Linked DNA regions of Gossypium raimondii: region 1 is linked to region 2. A link is a contact called in public Hi-C data. All regions are on one chromosome and are shown on one strand. Each heading gives the region's core, a stretch centred on a gene start, on an enhancer-like site or on the middle of the called end of the contact. The rest is flanking DNA. Distances are from core to core; before and after follow the strand shown.

What was found. Hi-C and Micro-C count contacts between places; a contact is called where the count stands out from the background.
Region 1: a Hi-C map of leaf shows a contact between it and region 2, with 3 times the contacts expected there. The contact joins the promoter of LOC105804126 here to the promoter of LOC105804139 in region 2. A contact is called at or near these places in 2 of 2 Hi-C or Micro-C datasets (both in leaf).

The regions. Positions count from the first base shown.
Region 1 is chr11:34,343,882-34,347,331 of ASM2569854v1, reverse strand. It overlaps LOC105804126 (rhamnogalacturonate lyase B), which reads left to right and starts at 1,841. Exons shown (of 17, transcript XM_012636617.2): 1 at 1,841-1,990; 2 at 2,138-2,272; 3 at 3,065-3,125; 4 at 3,274-3,395. The coding sequence starts at 2,163.
Region 2 is chr11:33,962,011-33,965,523 of ASM2569854v1, reverse strand. It overlaps LOC105804139 (protein NETWORKED 2D), which reads right to left and starts at 1,401. Exons shown (of 2, transcript XM_012636626.2): 1 at 1,030-1,401; 2 at 1-647. The coding sequence starts at 1,123.

The DNA of each region.
Region 1 (3,450 bases), core at 592-3,091, 380 kb before region 2:
ATTCTTATCAGTCAAATTTTCTTTAAAATTCATGTTTATATATATATATATATATATGATAGTTGATAGAAGGAAAAAGTATTCTCGTCAATTAAAAGTTTCTTTAAACTCGTGCTTTTACATATAATATAAGGAAAATATTTTGGTATAGTAACAGTAGAGTTTTTAGACTCCTCAAGCAAAGCAAAGTTAGGGGATATAGTAAAATATTAAAAATTAATATTTAAAAAAAAAGAATCATGTTAATTTTTAAGATTACTTGTAGAATAAAAAAATATATTGTCGATGTACCAAATATTCACCCATAATATAAATTAGTTTTATTGCCTAATAATGTATATGCTTGGTTGTATGTATTTTTTAATAAATTTAATTTTAAAATTGATCTTATAAATAGATATATATTATTTTATTTCAAGTAAAATTCTAAAATAAAAAAGAAATAGTAATAAAAAGAAAATAATATTTTCCTCTAAGTAAATTTTTGTTGTCAAATCTTATAAATACTCAAAACATATAATGATAGTGAAAATAATTAAAATGTATTGAAAAATAAGTAGTTTATATAAAAGTTTTAACGCATGCTAGAAAAATCAATTCATCGTTATTTTGAATTAAAAAGAATCAATGAATTTTTGAATTTGTGAATTTCACTTTAAAATTATAAGTAAATTTATGAAAATATTTTACTAATATATATATAGATACGGTAAAAGTTCTTACAATTTTATGTTGTCTGATACAAAACCGATTGTTCCCAATATTTTACTAATATATACATAGATTGATAGCTAAAATGACAAAGAAAAGGAGAAAAACTTAATTGCCATTCTCTTTGAGAAAACAATTTTTTATTAATTTATCTCTTCCAAGTAATATACCTTTTATTCATAAACATGCCATAATTCATTTTCAAAATATTTATGTTAAAGTTCAAATTCAAAATAGATAAAAATATAAATAAATTAAATTTAATTAATTATATAATTATCTAATTAAATATTCATCTAAATTTTAAAATTTCTAATTATCTAATTAAATATGTAAGATAATAATTATTTTTAAATTTATTCGAAAATAATAGACAAATTATGTAATTTAAAAATGTGATAATTAATTTTTAAATTAAAATTAAAACAAATAAAAATATATAGATAAATACTTATCCATTTAATTTAAATTAAACTAAACGGATAAATATTTAATTAATCAGATATAAAAATACATCACCTGACGTACATTTAATACGTGAATATGTTGTTTTCTCGGTGACCTTGTTTCTAAAAAGCGTCTGGGTCACGAGGACATGTTATTTGTTCTTGATTTTGACAAATCTATTATCAGCAGCACTTATGTCTACATTTAAGGTTTAGTTTGATAATACTTCTCAAAAATAATTTAGGGAAAAAATATTTTTCGAATAAAAGTATTTATAAATAAATTAATTTTTCAGAAACTAAAAATATTTTATTGGAGAAACATTTTTAAGTTAGGACTAAATAGAATAGGTTTCTTCTGTCATCTTACGCCCCTTTCCAATGATTTTCTTTCTTTCTAAATTATGTGTTCAAATAAACAAGCATAACTTTATACACGTATAAAATATAGCTCAAACTTGGGCTTTTCTAATAACATTTTACTTTCAATAATACTACTTGTAGACTAAAATTATCATAAATTCCATTTACAACATTTGCATAAGTTTTAGTTAAAGGGAGCTATAAAATTAAGAATGGTAAATAGCTGTGAATACTAAAAGAGTCAAAGAGTTGTTGTTTTGTGATTAGAAGACTTTCTTGTATAAAGGCCACTATGGTTGGTGCACGTTACTAAAAGGCCATTAAGATTCCCCCTCTATATCTTTGTAACGATACCCCAGACACTTTGCAACCCAAAAAGAAAAACAAACAAACAAAAATCTCCAATTTGGTTTCAAAACTTCTAACATTGTGAAGCTCATTGGATTTCTTTTCCTTCTATGGTGAATCTGGTAACCCCTTCCGCTTCCACTTCCACTTCCACTTCCACTTCCCATTTCTGGTGTTCCATTGAGAGTTGTCAAAGCATTAAGGGTATCATAAATCATCTGAAACTCTAAAGCGTTTTATGGTTTTGTTATGTATTTTTCGATTTACAGCTCTCCAGTCCATCAAGAATACTGGATGGAGAAGGTGGCACACAGGAGCCATTTGGGACAGCTTGTTCTATGGCTACTAATGATAGTTGAATTGTCACTCTTTTACTCTGCATGCTCTGCTGAAATCCCTGTCAGGTTCTTGCTTTGCTCTTCCTCATTCTCCCATATTTTTTTATCCTGTTCTACTCCGCATGTTTCCCCTGCTCTGCTTATGGTACTAGAGAGTGGAGACCCAAAAGAGTGAGAGAAAGAGAGAGCGACAGATTGCATTACTTTCATGACAGTCGATGAGTCCGAATACCCTGTTGCATTTTTTGTCATTATTCCTTAAGCAATCTAATTCCTTGTGACTTTATATTCTTTGTTTCTAGTTCACTGTTTCCTTGTTCACATCTTTCCATTTTCTCTCTCTACATATCACGAGTTGTTTAGGCCAATTGGTTTGGGACACCATGGCCTTTTTTCACACATAAACTCAAACACAGGGGGTTAGGGGTTGGTTGAATTATGACCCGTGACCGCAACCACTCACAAGAGTTGGTGATTGGTATCCTAGAAATTTCACATTTTCTCGATCGAAAAATTGAAAACTTTTTAATTCAATCCTAAAGTATAAATAATCATCCAGAAAATGAAATTCCACATTTTCTCTGCTGCAATGCTTTTATTTGTTTACATCAACATATGACTGCATGGTTTTTCTTGTTATTTTTCTGTCTTTGGTATCAAAATTTTCTACTAAAGAGGGTACTATTAAGTTTGCTCATGAAATTAGTGGAAGAATGCTGGTATTCTACTTTGGAAATTTCTTGGAGCATAAATTTTTGGTTTTTCTTTTCTTTTCATGGACAAATTAAACATCTGTACTAACTATAAGTCATGTCACAAAAACTAAATACATACTACTCTTGGATGTTTGATTTGCAGAAAAATCCTGAACCTTGGAGATTGTAACCCTCATGTCCGGTTGCAAATAAGTCATCACAACGTAAGAAAGTATAAAAATTTGCTTTCACTTTGTTTTAGGTGCAACGAACATGGATGTCTGGTTCTATTAATTCTTTTATTTCTTCATATCAAAATATTATTAACTATCTAATGGACTTCTTTTCTTTTCTTTTTTGTTTGTTTTTCAGGTGGTTATTGATAATGGACTTATTGAAGTCACTATTGAGAACCCATCTGGTCATGTGACAGGAATAAAATATATGGGGATGGATAATGTGCTTGAATGTGGAAACCCAAACTCTAATAGAGGGTATGCCCCTTTTTAACTAGAACGAATGCAAAAGTGCTGTTTTATGTTTTTCAAA
Region 2 (3,513 bases), core at 152-2,651:
TTTCGCTGTCATAAGGGTTCGAGCTTCATCATCTTCAATGACCTTACCTTCACCGAATTCATCTTCCAAACTGTAAACTTTCTCTTGCAATGCTTTTATCTCATCTTCTATTTCCCAGTACTTGGCTAGTCCACTCTCATAAGAGCCCTTAACAAACTCTTTTTCAGTCTGCAATGCCAGGATTCGTTTCTGAAGCTTATGAATCTCTTCAAGCCCCTCAGCCTTGGTCAAACCAGATTTAGGAACCGCATCAGTAGTGACTTTCGTTGGTTTCTTAGGTTCCGTTTTCTTCGTGGCTGATGTTATTAAACTCTTCAAATCTTTGACAGGAAGGTCTGGAACCTTGGGGACATCGCCTTTATAGTTTACTGGAGACTTTGTGAATTTGGGTGAGCCATATTCCTCGTCATCAACCATTGCAAACTGAGCCTGTTCCGGACAAACAGAAGCAATTGTGTTGTTTGCATTTTGCAGCTCTGTTGATATATGATCGTACCGTTCGGCTAAGGCACGGTAAGCTTTGTAAAATTCTTCCACAAATTGAATCAATTCTGGCCTCTTTTTGTAGTACATTTCTGCTCTCTTGGCAAACGAATCTCCATCTTCGTCAATGAGTTTAATCACAATGGATACCTTTTCCTCAATATCTGCAATTCATTGTGTTTTCTTAGACAGCTTTCCAGTCATACAGATATTGCTCGAGTGTCTCAAAGCCAAATGCAATGCTTAGAAAGGTAAGTTTGTTTAATGGATTCTTTATTTTTCTTAGATTTCCTTTATTTGTTTCAATACAATGGATTGATCAACTATGTTAATCGAACTCTATTTGTCAATCTGCATTTACAATGTGTTATTTATATAAAAGATTATTAGAAAAAAGACTGGAAACTCATACCCAAATTCCAGCTTTCATTCATAAATTAAAAATCCAATAAAATGGGGAAAGCAAATATATCAGCCCAAACCCAGAAATGATTATACTTTCGACAACAATTTAATGAAAAAAATATCAAGTAACAGATGAATTACCTTTAAGGTTTTGTTCCATCCATTTCGACTGTTTTGTTCTAATATGGCTAGCCCACCACCATGAATAAGCATTGCTAGCAGCTCTTTGCAACATATTTTCAAACCCTTAAAAACCTTTTGGATCTTGGAATACAAAAAAACACAAGTAGAAAAGATGTATAAAGAAACTTTGGAAATGTAAAAGAAGACCCCCAAAAGCATGCAAGACTCTCTTTTAACTAAATTATAGAACAAAGCGAAGACATGGAAACCATTAAAGAATAAGCGAAGAAAGAGAAAAGAAAAGAAAGAAAATCTTAGATTTTGACGATTCAAAGAAATCTACAAGAAAAGATATTTTGGTTTTTGTTAAGGGATCATGGCGAGGAGCAATCTTCGCCCGAATATTTTGTTCCGTCCTATTAAAATAAACCATGAAAACGGCACTGCCATGCCAATGCACATCAAAGAAAAACAGTTCAAAAGTTTCACCCACTGACCTGTCTCCACGTGTACTCACTTTTTTTTGCTTCTGCACTTGCCATTTCACTAATTTACTTTTGATTTATGCTTTTCATTTTCTAAAAATGACAATAATTAAGTTTTATTTCATTTTTTCCAGTAATTTATTTATTTACCAAAACAAAACCCACTTCAGTTTTTAAAACTGTTTCTTTTTCTTTTTTCACTAAATAAATAAACTTTTAAATTAGGGTGTTTTAATTCTAATTTTCATATATTATTAATAATATTATTATTGTCTCAATTACAACAATTAAAAATATAAATCTCACCCTCATGTACTTTCTTTCAATTTTCATCCATAATTCTAAATTTTTATATAAAATATTTATTTCACAACTTTATTTCGAGTTTTTCTTTATAAAGAAAAGTTATCATAAGCAAAGTTAATGTGTCAGTCCAACAACCGACTTGGAATCTCATCTAAAGTACTAAACAGTAAAATAAAAAATTGTTGATAGTTTTCGAAATTAGAATTTAGTATTCATATTTTTATTTCATGGAATTTAGGCTTTTTATTTTTATGTAAAAATTATCATAGTAACTAATTTAATAAAAAAATTTAACATTGTTAACAATTGGACCTAAATTTCATGAAATGAAAGTACAGGGACTGAATTCCTAATTTTAGAAAAGTACAGGGACTTATAGCACATTTTAACCAAATAAAGAACAAAAGGATGCTTTATTATAGAGTGCTCATAGAAAAAGGTTTTTTTTTTTTTTGGTGGGGGGGGGGGAACCCATTTTTAGAAATATATATTTTATATTTGTTTAACCATTATTTTGGCCGTCTGCAGCCATATGTCATTTAAGATGCATTTGCTGGATTTTGACCAAATGAAGGAAAAAAAAATTCAATCCTCGAGACAGCTAGGGCTGTCCATGGGCCCGGCTCTAGCCCGGACCTATTTTTGGGCTGACCCATTCAAAACTCTCATTTTACTGTTAAAAAAATAAAAGATTAAAAAAATATTTTTAATTAATATTTTATATATTTTGCAATTAAATTGGAACTGGTGTATGATACAAAATTATTGTTTAAACCTAACCCGACTACTACTCAATCTTTAGACAAATCTAGATAGAAATCATAACTATTGTGAAATTCATCGTGGGTAGCTCTAAACAGAAAAATCTAAAAAGTAAAAGATTGACTTAAATTGTAATGTTGAGTTGGATTTTTTAATTTAATTTAGTTATTATTTAAAATTATTTAGTTGTTCACAAATTAAATAAATATATTTATATTCAAATAAAATAAATTTGTATTCTTTATTTATATTTTATGATTAATTTTAATTTTTATAATATAAGTAATTTTTTATCTAGTTGTGTAATGATGCTCACTATTATCCATACTTTACACGGTTCGCACTTTGAATTCGTGTATCCTTCCATGAGACCGTATGATGTATATTTTAGGAATAATAATTTAAATAGGAGGAAGTGAAATTATATATAAAGAAAAGGAGGTTTATAAGTTGAAGTAGAAAAGGATGATAGATAGGCAATTGTTAGCATCAACCTCCAAGTTTGAAGAATAATGTGAAATTATGGGCTGCATGCATGAATGGTCAAAAGAAGAGAAATAAGGAGGAGGGAGGAGGGAGGCCTTCAACTATTGCTTTTTTAATTATTTCAACTCAAAAGGATCTCAAGCCTTGGAAACTCAAAGCTTTCGAAACAAAAACGTGACGGGCGTGGTCCCCGCAATTTTAGTCTCTCCTAGTTACAAAATATTCAGTTTAACTCTTTTTTAAACAATTTTTTAATCGTTGCCCCCTAAACTTTTAATATTTTGTCGCCCTAGTGTTATTTTCATTGCCGATGCCCATGGTTAAGTGGGTTAGACATAAGACCCAAGCTGCTGGAATTGATTTCATCACTCTGCACGATTTGAACATCCAAGAGCCGCAGATGAAGGCAGACAATAGAAAACTATAGGAACCGTGTGGAGCACCATCGCAGCTACACAGGAAT